Linked DNA regions of Mus musculus: regions 2 and 3 are each linked to region 1. Evidence: chromatin contacts called from public HiChIP or PLAC-seq data. All regions are on one chromosome and are shown on one strand. The core of a region is the stretch at or near the end of the contact, and the rest is flanking DNA. Distances in the headings are between cores, read along the strand shown.

Evidence for each region. HiChIP or PLAC-seq counts read pairs in DNA pulled down with a chosen protein or histone mark.
Region 2: an H3K27ac HiChIP or PLAC-seq map of embryonic stem cells shows a contact between it and region 1, with 6 read pairs. The contact joins two enhancer-like sites. A contact is called at or near these places in 2 of 39 promoter capture datasets (embryonic stem cells and trophoblast stem cells), 1 of 15 datasets of contacts at CTCF or cohesin (pro-B cells), 1 of 484 Hi-C or Micro-C datasets (embryonic stem cells), 1 of 115 datasets of contacts at active chromatin or transcription factors (embryonic stem cells) and 2 of 9 other capture datasets (adipose tissue and liver).
Region 3: a contact with region 1 is called in an HNF4G HiChIP or PLAC-seq map of pancreatic cancer cells. The contact joins two enhancer-like sites. A contact is called at or near these places in 4 of 484 Hi-C or Micro-C datasets (the G1E-ER4 cell line, the HL-1 cell line and embryonic stem cells), 3 of 115 datasets of contacts at active chromatin or transcription factors (double positive thymocytes, embryonic stem cells and pancreatic cancer cells) and 2 of 9 other capture datasets (adipose tissue and liver).

Annotation. Positions count from the first base shown.
Region 1 is chr19:43,629,631-43,632,689 of GRCm38.p6, forward strand. The region is part of intron 1 of Gm34922 (a long non-coding RNA gene); the gene reads left to right. Among named protein-coding and RNA genes, the nearest start is that of Gm4311, 11 kb to the right of the region's middle. Within about 2 kb of position 1,426, at least 50 of the 459 cell types and tissues checked have an H3K27ac peak or open chromatin away from gene starts, as enhancers often do. A contact at or near this core is called in the G1E-ER4 cell line, embryonic stem cells and pancreatic cancer cells, where this site is marked.
Region 2 is chr19:43,733,117-43,736,175 of GRCm38.p6, forward strand. Entpd7 (ectonucleoside triphosphate diphosphohydrolase 7) reads left to right here. Exons shown (of 13, transcript NM_053103.5): 13 at 1-737. It overlaps Cox15 (cytochrome c oxidase assembly protein 15), which reads right to left. Exons shown (of 9, transcript NM_144874.4): 9 at 138-3,059. Among named protein-coding and RNA genes, the nearest start is that of Cox15, 18 kb to the right of the region's middle. Within about 2 kb of position 1,410, at least 4 of the 459 cell types and tissues checked have an H3K27ac peak or open chromatin away from gene starts, as enhancers often do. A contact at or near this core is called in embryonic stem cells, where this site is marked.
Region 3 is chr19:43,710,007-43,713,065 of GRCm38.p6, forward strand. Entpd7 (ectonucleoside triphosphate diphosphohydrolase 7) reads left to right here. Exons shown (of 13, transcript NM_053103.5): 6 at 1,729-1,832. Among named protein-coding and RNA genes, the nearest start is that of Entpd7, 22 kb to the left of the region's middle. Within about 2 kb of position 1,410, at least 125 of the 459 cell types and tissues checked have an H3K27ac peak or open chromatin away from gene starts, as enhancers often do. A contact at or near this core is called in the G1E-ER4 cell line and pancreatic cancer cells, where this site is marked.

The sequences.
Region 1 (3,059 bases), core at 176-2,675:
CCTACCTCGCAGGACCTTCAGTGAGCCAAGGGGTGACGGGATGACTGGCTCCCAGGAGGCTTTCTGTAATGTCCGTGGACTCTACGGGCTCCACACCTACCAAAAGCACATTCCTACCTCAGAAGTCCAAGGTGCTGGAGAAATTCGGTCAGCTACCGGATGTTTGTGGTTTTTACACTGTGACTAGTGAGTATGTGCACAGGCGAGGTCAGAACCTTAATGCAGGGCTGTTGGTAACTCAGAGGCCACCAGCTAACATCCAGTGACATAGCCATTGCTACTGGGAGGCTTCAGGCCATGATGTCTTCCGTTAGCATTGAAATAAGCATGGTAAGGTATTAGGTTGTTTTTCATTGGGGGGGAAATGTGACTCACTTATAAGTCAGTGAGAAACAGGTCCTCTCATGAAAATCCGTGGTGTGTTCACCGACCATGGTGGTTTGCATTTAGGCCCCTGTCTTGTGTGTCGGAAAGAAGGCTCCCCTGGGTCCTACCCTTTTTACCTTTTCAGAGGGTGATCACCACTCAGAGGTTCCACCGTGCTGAGGAAATGGAGGGAGCAAGGTTTCTTTAACATTGATGGCAAAGTAGTTTCTAATTTTAACGTTTAACTGGTTAAATATATTTAATTATATATAATTATTTATATTTAATTGTTATAGGTAACATTAAATTGCTTATATATTGTGGGAAATGTTGCATTTTAGGCTTGGAGGAATATATATAATCTTAGGTTTGTTAATTTGTTTATTTTGAAAGGAGAAACGTATTTTGATTCATAGTCTCAAACGCTCCCTCCGTAACTAGCTGTTTCCCTTGCTCTTTAGCCTATAGCAAGGGCAATATTATGGCAAAGGAACGCTTCTCCCTTCAGAGCAGTCAGGGATCAGAGAAAGAGGCAACCTTGAGTTAAGCAGCACTCTCTGAGGCGCAGGCAGCGTTTTCTAACAAGGCAAAGGAGGAAGGGCTGCGTGGATAGACAGACCCTCACCACCCTGCAGGATCAAAGGCTCCCAGAGAGAAACAGTGTAGACACAGAAAGGACAGACACTGCCTACACCCGAGCATCTCCAGTGCGGCCTCCAGACACCAATCAAGAGAGGGGTTAATGTAGGCTCCAGCAGACGCCAAATACTAACTACATGTGGCTTAGTGTTCCATACCTGCCCCACCTGACAGTGTTGGGCAGAACATGCTGAGGTATGGAAGCACTAAAAAAAGTTGATGTTCCCCCTGTGTTCCAGGAAGTACCACCAGCATGCAAATTTCCACAGAAAATCGAGAGAGAGAGAGAGAGAGAGAGAGAGAGAGAGAGAGAGAGAGAGAGAGAGAGAGAGAGCACTTCGAAGTCCTCTCCATTCCCACTCAAGATGAGTTAAAGCTGAGTCACTGCCCTTGGGTGGCGTCAGTGTTACAGAAAGTGACCACCAGGGGGCACACATTCACCACTAGAAAGCCTTGGGCACTGTTTCCCGTCCAGAAAACAAGCCAAGATGGAAGCCTCCTGCTGGCTGGGGAGGAACACAGGCTCTTCAGAAAGAAACACAAGGTTCTCCTTTGTATGCTTTACATCTAAAAGTTATTGTTGTTTCAAATATTGACGAAGGCTGCTGTGGGGAAGCAGGATTTGCCCATTTCTTTGATCTAACCCAGAGTGGCTGCCCATATCCCAAGCTGTATTCTCTGATTGCCTGTCTCAGTGTCCCAGATTCTCACTTGGTAAGCCTAAGGCCATTTAAGTCAACGGTTTCAGACTATACTCCTAAAATGTAGAGGAAGAAAGAACGAGAGAAAAAAAGACAGACAGACAGACTAAAGCTGCTTTCTGTGAGGAACTAATGCATGTTTTACCTTCTCAACCTCTGACTGACTGATGATGTTGGCCAAATCCCTGGCTGGCGTTTCAGATTTCCAGGGCTCCCTGCTCTTCACTTCCGGCTGCTGACATGGCTACAGTCCTGGTGTGGGCAGCAATCATGGTGAGGATCCTGTTAAAGCTGAAGATGGGGCTATCTCACACCAGTCAAGGGGTGTGTGTGGCAGATTAGGGAGGGTGAAAGCTGAGGCAGAGTGATTGCTGCAAGTTCAAGGCCAGTTTTGTCTAAATAAGTGAGACCAGGGGCTGGAGAGATCACATAGCAGTTAAGAGCACTGCTAACCAAGCAGGAGCATCTGAGTTCTAATCCCCAGGACCACAAATGAGTAGAGTCTGATCACATACAACATACATACATATATATATACACATATACACACATATATACATATACACACATATACACGCATATATACACATATTTCTTATACACAGACATGCACATATACATACACACATACACTATACACACATATACACACACACATATATATACATACATTCACATATACACACATACACATATACACACATATATACATATACACACATATTCACTTACACACAGACATGCACATATACACTATACACACCTACACACATACACACATATATATATATATACACATACATACACATATACACATAGATATACACATATACATACACTGATACACATGAATACATACACATTCATACACATACACACCACAAACACATACACAGACATACATATACATACATACCACATATACACACGCCACATACATATACACACATACATACACATTACAGACACCACATACACACACACACACACACACATACTAATTAATTAATTGGTTAAAAACAAACGTACCTCTTTAGTAAGTTAAACAAACAAATAATGAGGTCCTGTCTCAAAAGGAAGGTATGCAGAGACTGGGGTGCTCACGCTTAATACATTGTTGGTGGGACTGTAAAAAGATACAGCTACTAAGTTAACCAGTATGACGGATCCTTAAAAAGCTGAACTTAGAAATACCACGTGGCCCTGAAAATGTAGGTGTGCCATATTGCCAAAAGAGTCGAAAGCGGAGACTCAAGCAAATGTGTACACATATAACGTCATTACAACATCATTCAAAACAAGCAGGAGCAGGCCGATGCCCATCAAAGCATTAACAAGCCAAGCAAAGGGCAG
Region 2 (3,059 bases), core at 160-2,659, 100 kb after region 1:
ATTGGCTGTTTCAGAGTCTCTTAAATCGGTCTCTTAGTTTATGTTTTACCCTCCGTCTTTGCTGTGGGGAAGGTAGACTTCTGCCAAACTCGTGAAGATTTTGCTGGCATTATAAAAATTAGTATGTTCAAAAATGAGGACTAAGAACCAAGTTTTGGCACCTTTGACTAACAATACAGAATAACAAATATTTTTGTAAACCATGATTGCAAAACAATGATTGAAATCAAATACTTTTAGGTAATGGTCTGTATGGTGGGTGGCTCTGTCCTTGACCTTCACCCTCCTCCTAACTTGGATGTGATCGAACTGGAAAAGCTGTTGTACCCTGCGTGGGTTCCTGTCCATTCCAGGCTTTCTGTTTTGGTGGGAGGCTTGTTAAGGTTCTATTTTAAGCCAGCTTTGTCTTGTTTTATATCCCCATCGGCTGTCTTTGAAGGGTTTCATATTTCCCCTTGGCCTAGTAGTTCATTATTTTTGTTTGTTAATACTATCATTAGAAGGACAGAGGAGAACCACACACCAGCAGACCATTTTCATTTCTGGAAATCGGAGCAATAAAAAGACTTTTTTTATATTGTAAAATGGAATTATTGCTCATGCTATAAGGGCTTCCAGTTTTTCAAATATGAACCAGGCCATTGCTTCCATGGCATGAAAACTTGAGTTGAAAATGTTCTGAGTCATAGGCTGTTTAACCATGCCTGCATGTCAGACAAGCTTGAAGATGTGTCTATTCCTGAGCCTCTCCTTAAAGCAGGACAATTACTACCAGACCCCTGACTCCCACCCCCACCCCCAGGCTGCTAGTCCGTTTACTGTAACCAAACACTTGAGATCGTTTATACAGAGAACGGGTTGTTCTGGCTCACAGCTGTAGATGGTCAACTCAGTAGTCAAGTGTCCCTCTGCTCTGAGCCCGCAGTGAAGTGTACGTTGCAGCAGGCATGTGACGCAGAGTGGATGCTTAGCTCATGACCAGGATGCAAGAAAGGATGGAGTTGGGAGTCTCACTCATCCTCCAATGATGTGAAGACCTTCTAGGAAGCTTGGCCACGAGGGTCCCACCATTCCCAACGATGCCACCATGAGGACCAAGCCTTTAACAGATGGCCCTTGGAGGACATTCTCAATCTGAGCTACCGCACAGTTTGAAGGGGGTCCTGGTGAGTCCAGCCTGATTTCGGCTCTGCCCCTTTACTCAAGCCCGCCTCTGCCAGCAGGGATCCCGGGCCCTCCAACCGGTCAGGTTTCTGTTCAAGTTCTCCTTCCACGCTGTCCCACACTGTCCGTTTAGTTGAAGCTGGAGTATACACTACATCTCCTCCAGGATTTCTACCTTTAGCACGGTCTCTGCAGTGGCTACGGCTCCTTCCACTGTGACCCATGACCTTAAGGACAAAGGCTTTGGGACCGCCCTGCTTCCGGTGGCTGAGGCGGCTCTTTTTACATGCTTTACGTTAAGAATTTTGTCAGCCAGGCGGTGGAAAAACGAATTTTTGTGGAATTCTTAAATTTCATGGAATAGTTCTTAATATTCTGATAGATGTGGAGCTCTAGAAAATGTGCAGCGTCTTATGTGGCTCTGTGTGGCATATGCCCACATAGAACCCCCCATTCACCCCAAGACCAGGAGGGCTGCAGGTAAACTGCTATTCTAAACTCCTGATTATCAGAGCTGGTCTTTGCAACCAACTTCACTTCAGGCAGTCTCACTGACCCTGCCGCAGGAAACCAGATCTCAGTGCAGGTTAAAGACGCAAACCTGAGCCAGTGAGACAGCTCAGCGGTACAAAGCAATCGCCACACAAAGACAGAAGGAGAGAACCAACTCGCAGGAGTTGTCCCCTTTTCTCTGCATGCACGTGCATGTACAATGCATATCCCCTGTCATGTACATGCACACACAATAATAAGTAAATTCTTAGAAAAATTAAATGATGTCATAAGAGTTAATGGCCTAATCAATCCCAAACAAAAATCCTGGGTTAGCTGACTGAAAATACATGTTTTAATTACCTTTATTTATAAATTAAAAACAATTGACAGAATTGTGGACAGACTGTTGAAAACATTAAAAGAAATTATTTAATCCTTTAAGTGTGCAATGGATTTTTCTGAAATAGACATTTGGGGCATAAATCAATAATTGTATTAGGGTGTATTTAGGGTGTGTGTGTGTGTGTGTGTGTGTGTGTATGTATGTGTATATATATATATATATATATATATATACCATAAAGCAGTTAAACAGCTAAATATTGGATCTGTTCCGAACATGCTTAACTGTAGTACAAACAAACAAACAAACAAAAACCTGCAGCAAAATATCTGAGACTTGAGCTGACTCCAGTTGCCATGTGCTTGGGGTGACTATAAACCGGTTCCGAGTGGTCTCTGGCTGGACCCTCCAGCCCTGTGCTGATTGCTTCTAACTGAAGAGTGCGGATTTGGAGTTGGGAAGCAGAGGGTGTGCAAGCTGCCCTGGTCCCCTTCTTGGAAGGCTCCTGTCTAGCGGAGTTTCTACCCTGCTGACACAGGCCCAACAGGTTAAATGAGGCACGGTAGGTGCGGTAGCGATTCGGAGGGAATGGGAACAAGCTGGCAGAACTTCAACCCAGCCCAGTCCTGTTCAGAGGCCTTGTGATCGCTTAGGTCTAGGATGAGTCTTGTTCTGAGGTTGAGGGAACCTCTTTTGTGCAATAACACAAGCCCAGCAGGGCCTGGGACTTGAGGAGTGAAACACATGTGCGTTTGTTTTTGCTAAGACTAGCTAAGAACAGTATCCTTTAGGATACACCGAGACTCACAGAATAATTATTAGAGTTAAAAAAAAAAACCTGATCATCTTGTTCAGAAACTGCAAATGTGCAACCTCAGGTCAGACATGTTAAGCCTCCATATATTTTTTAAAACTTGAAATTGTCAACATTTAATTTTAATAATATACACTCCAGGGCTGGAGAGATGGCTTAGCTGTTAAAAGTGCCTGCTGCTCTTCCAGAGGACCCGTGTTTGGTTACTAGCACCCGTATCAGGCATATTAAAATCACCTTTAA
Region 3 (3,059 bases), core at 160-2,659, 80 kb after region 1:
AAACCCATATCTATCTCCTTATTCTCCTTCAGATACATGGCCTCTTTTCTCCTTCACTGTTATTATATGTTTAATAATAATAATGTTTAATAATACTATACACACTGAGTGAGTAATTTTTAGGAATATCTATGTACATAAATAAATAGTATTATTTCGGCTGACCATTTGGCATCGGACAGCCAACTGGTGTTCTCTTCCCTGCGGAAGACCACCTTTCCTGCTCTCCATTTCCCTTGGTTGCCTGTACCCCTTTGTGTTGGGCTGAGACCTGTGGCCTTTTCCCTGTCCGCTTTGGCATGCTCATTGGTATTACCCCTGCTCAGTTCATGGTTTGGAAGTCATGTTGGTGAGACTCTTTTTTTTTCTTAACTGTAGGACATTTCAATATAAAAGTGCTTGGAAAGAAGCCGGGACAGAGAGTCTTCTCTGTAACCCAGGGCTCTGCTCTGTTCCGCAGCCAGTCTAACCAAACCAGAAGGTTCCAGGTTCACTGAAAAGACCCAGGCTAGTGTAGAGGGCTGGAGAGGTGGCTCACTGGTTAGGAGCACTTGTTGTTCTTGTTTAAGACCTGGGTTCTATTCCTGACACACACATAGTGGTTCACAGACATCTGTAACTTTAGCCCCAGGGGATCTGATGTCCTCTTCTGACTTCTACAGGCCCAAGCTTGCATGTGGTACATATATACGAGTAGGCAAACCACGCATAAAATGAGTAAATCTAATGTTTTTGGAAAGGAAGAGACTAGTTGAGAAAGACACCAGTGCCAACTCCTGGCTTACACACACACACACACACACACACTCGCACACACACACACACTCGCACACACACCCAGTACAAATCTGAGATGACTGCTGGTCTCATTTTTAACTAACATTTTCCTTGGACTCACATTATTATCCTTTGCTTTATTTATTTTTACTTTGTCTAATAATCCCAGGGAAGCATTTAAAATCTCAGAAGAAACAAAAGTACTACATAGGTACTAAGTTTCAAATGTCACACCCTTGAAATGAAAATTCTTACGAACTTTGGGTTTTGAACCTCATCTGGGTTTTTCAAATGATAAGGTTTTTATACAGAAAAAAGTCAACCCTTGAAACGTGGAAAAGGAGATTAAAAAGTTAATCGTTAGCTTACATAAAAGATTATGTCAAAGCCTGTGGGACTCCCATTATAGACTGTGTAGTCACGAGGCATTGTCTGTATTGTGTAAGCTCTGAGGGCGAGTTTGTGTTCTGTAATTGACGTCTTGCTATCACAGTGGTTAGGAATAATGTAGTTGTATTTTATGGACCGTGGATCTGTGATTTCCTGACTTACTCATCCTCTCCCAGAGGTATGAAGCCATGTGCTCCTCGCTCAACGCTGAGCTAGGCAGTATTTAAAGGGCGTTGCCTTTTGTATAGGAGCCTGCTCTTTGCATGCAGTTTGAACCTCTGAAGACAAACTAGGAACCAAAAGGGCGCAGAGTTAGACAAGGGCACGCGGTAGATGGAGCGGCATCATAACAAGACTAAACGGAAGGCGTTTGTGAGAAGAGGTTTTCATTTTGCTTAAGAGATGGGGACTCACTATGTTCCCCAGGCTAGCCCTCCGCTGCTGGGCTCAAGCACTCTTTCTACCCTAGCCTCAGGGGCCACCTTGGTGGCAGGTGAAAAGGTGGTTAATAATTAACTTGGGGATTTTTTTTTTTTCTTTTTCTTTTTTTCTCTTCCTCAGGCAACAGTTGGCTATCTTGGCAGATTTAGTGAAAGATTTGCCGTTGGAGTTTGACTTCCTCTTTTCACAGTCTCAGGCCGAAGTGATCTCTGGGAAACAGGAAGGTACTGAGCGGGGGGGCTGGGCGGGGTGGGGCAGGGCGGGGCTGGGCGGGGCTGGGCGGGGTGGGGCAGGGCGGGGCTGGGCGGGGCGGAGCTGGGGCTCCTCAGCAGGTGTTTGGGATTTCTCTGTGCACCTCAAGGATTGGCTTGGTTCAGCTGCATGGTCTTTTTTTTGTTTGTTTGTTTTGTTTTTTTTGAGACAGGGTTTCTCTGTATAGCCCTGGCTGTCCTGGAACTCACTCTGTAGACCAGGCTGGCCTCAAACTCAGAAATCCGCCTCCCTCTACCTCCCAAGTGCTGGGAGTAAAGGCGTGCGCCACCACTGCCCAGCTTGCATGGTCTTTTTGCACATTCTGCACGAGTGATCTGTTTCACATGGCTGCATCTAGAGGTCACACATATCTGGATTTAACAGTACTGAGCACCCTGCTTAGTATTTAATGATTCCAAACGGACCTTTGATTAGCTAGTTGCACTTTTGGAACAAACAGCCCTAGGAGTTATGGATAGTTTACATTTAAGTGTGAAACAAGTTATTACTTTAAGGTGTGGGGAGACCTTAACTCAAGGAGTGATCAGGCTGAGGTACTGTTGTTTTGGGTTTTCCTTTTATTGCAATTACTGTGCAGTTCTCTTTCTTCCTTAATACACCACTGTATTGATATTCTCATGTGGCCCAGACACACCCAAAGTAATAATTTGCTACCACTTCTTTTCTGTCTTTGAGACAGGGTCTCACTGTGTAGCCCAAGAACTTGCTGGCTGGCAATCCTCCTGTCTCCGCTACTTCTCTGAGATTACAGGCATGCACCACTGTGCCCAGTTAGCCCCAGTTTTTGAAAGAAGGTGACCTTGGGCCTGGGGAGATGGCTCAGTTGGTAAAGGACTTGCCACACAAGCGTGCGGACCTGAGTTAGATCCCTCAGCACTCACATAAAAAGCCAGGTGTGGCAACACACACCTGTAATCCCAGAGTTGGGGAGGCAGAGACAGGGGAATGACTGGAGCTTGCTGAGTAGCCAACCAAGCTGAATTGGTGAGGGACCTGCCTTTAAAATATAAGGTGGAGGGTGATTGAGGAAGATATCCCATTTTGATGTCTGGTAAACATACACACTGACAGATAGACAGACACACACACACACACACACTACACACATACACACATACACACAATCAAAGAAAATCATTTTTAAAGGAGGTGTTTTTATATGTCTTCTAGTTGCAGTC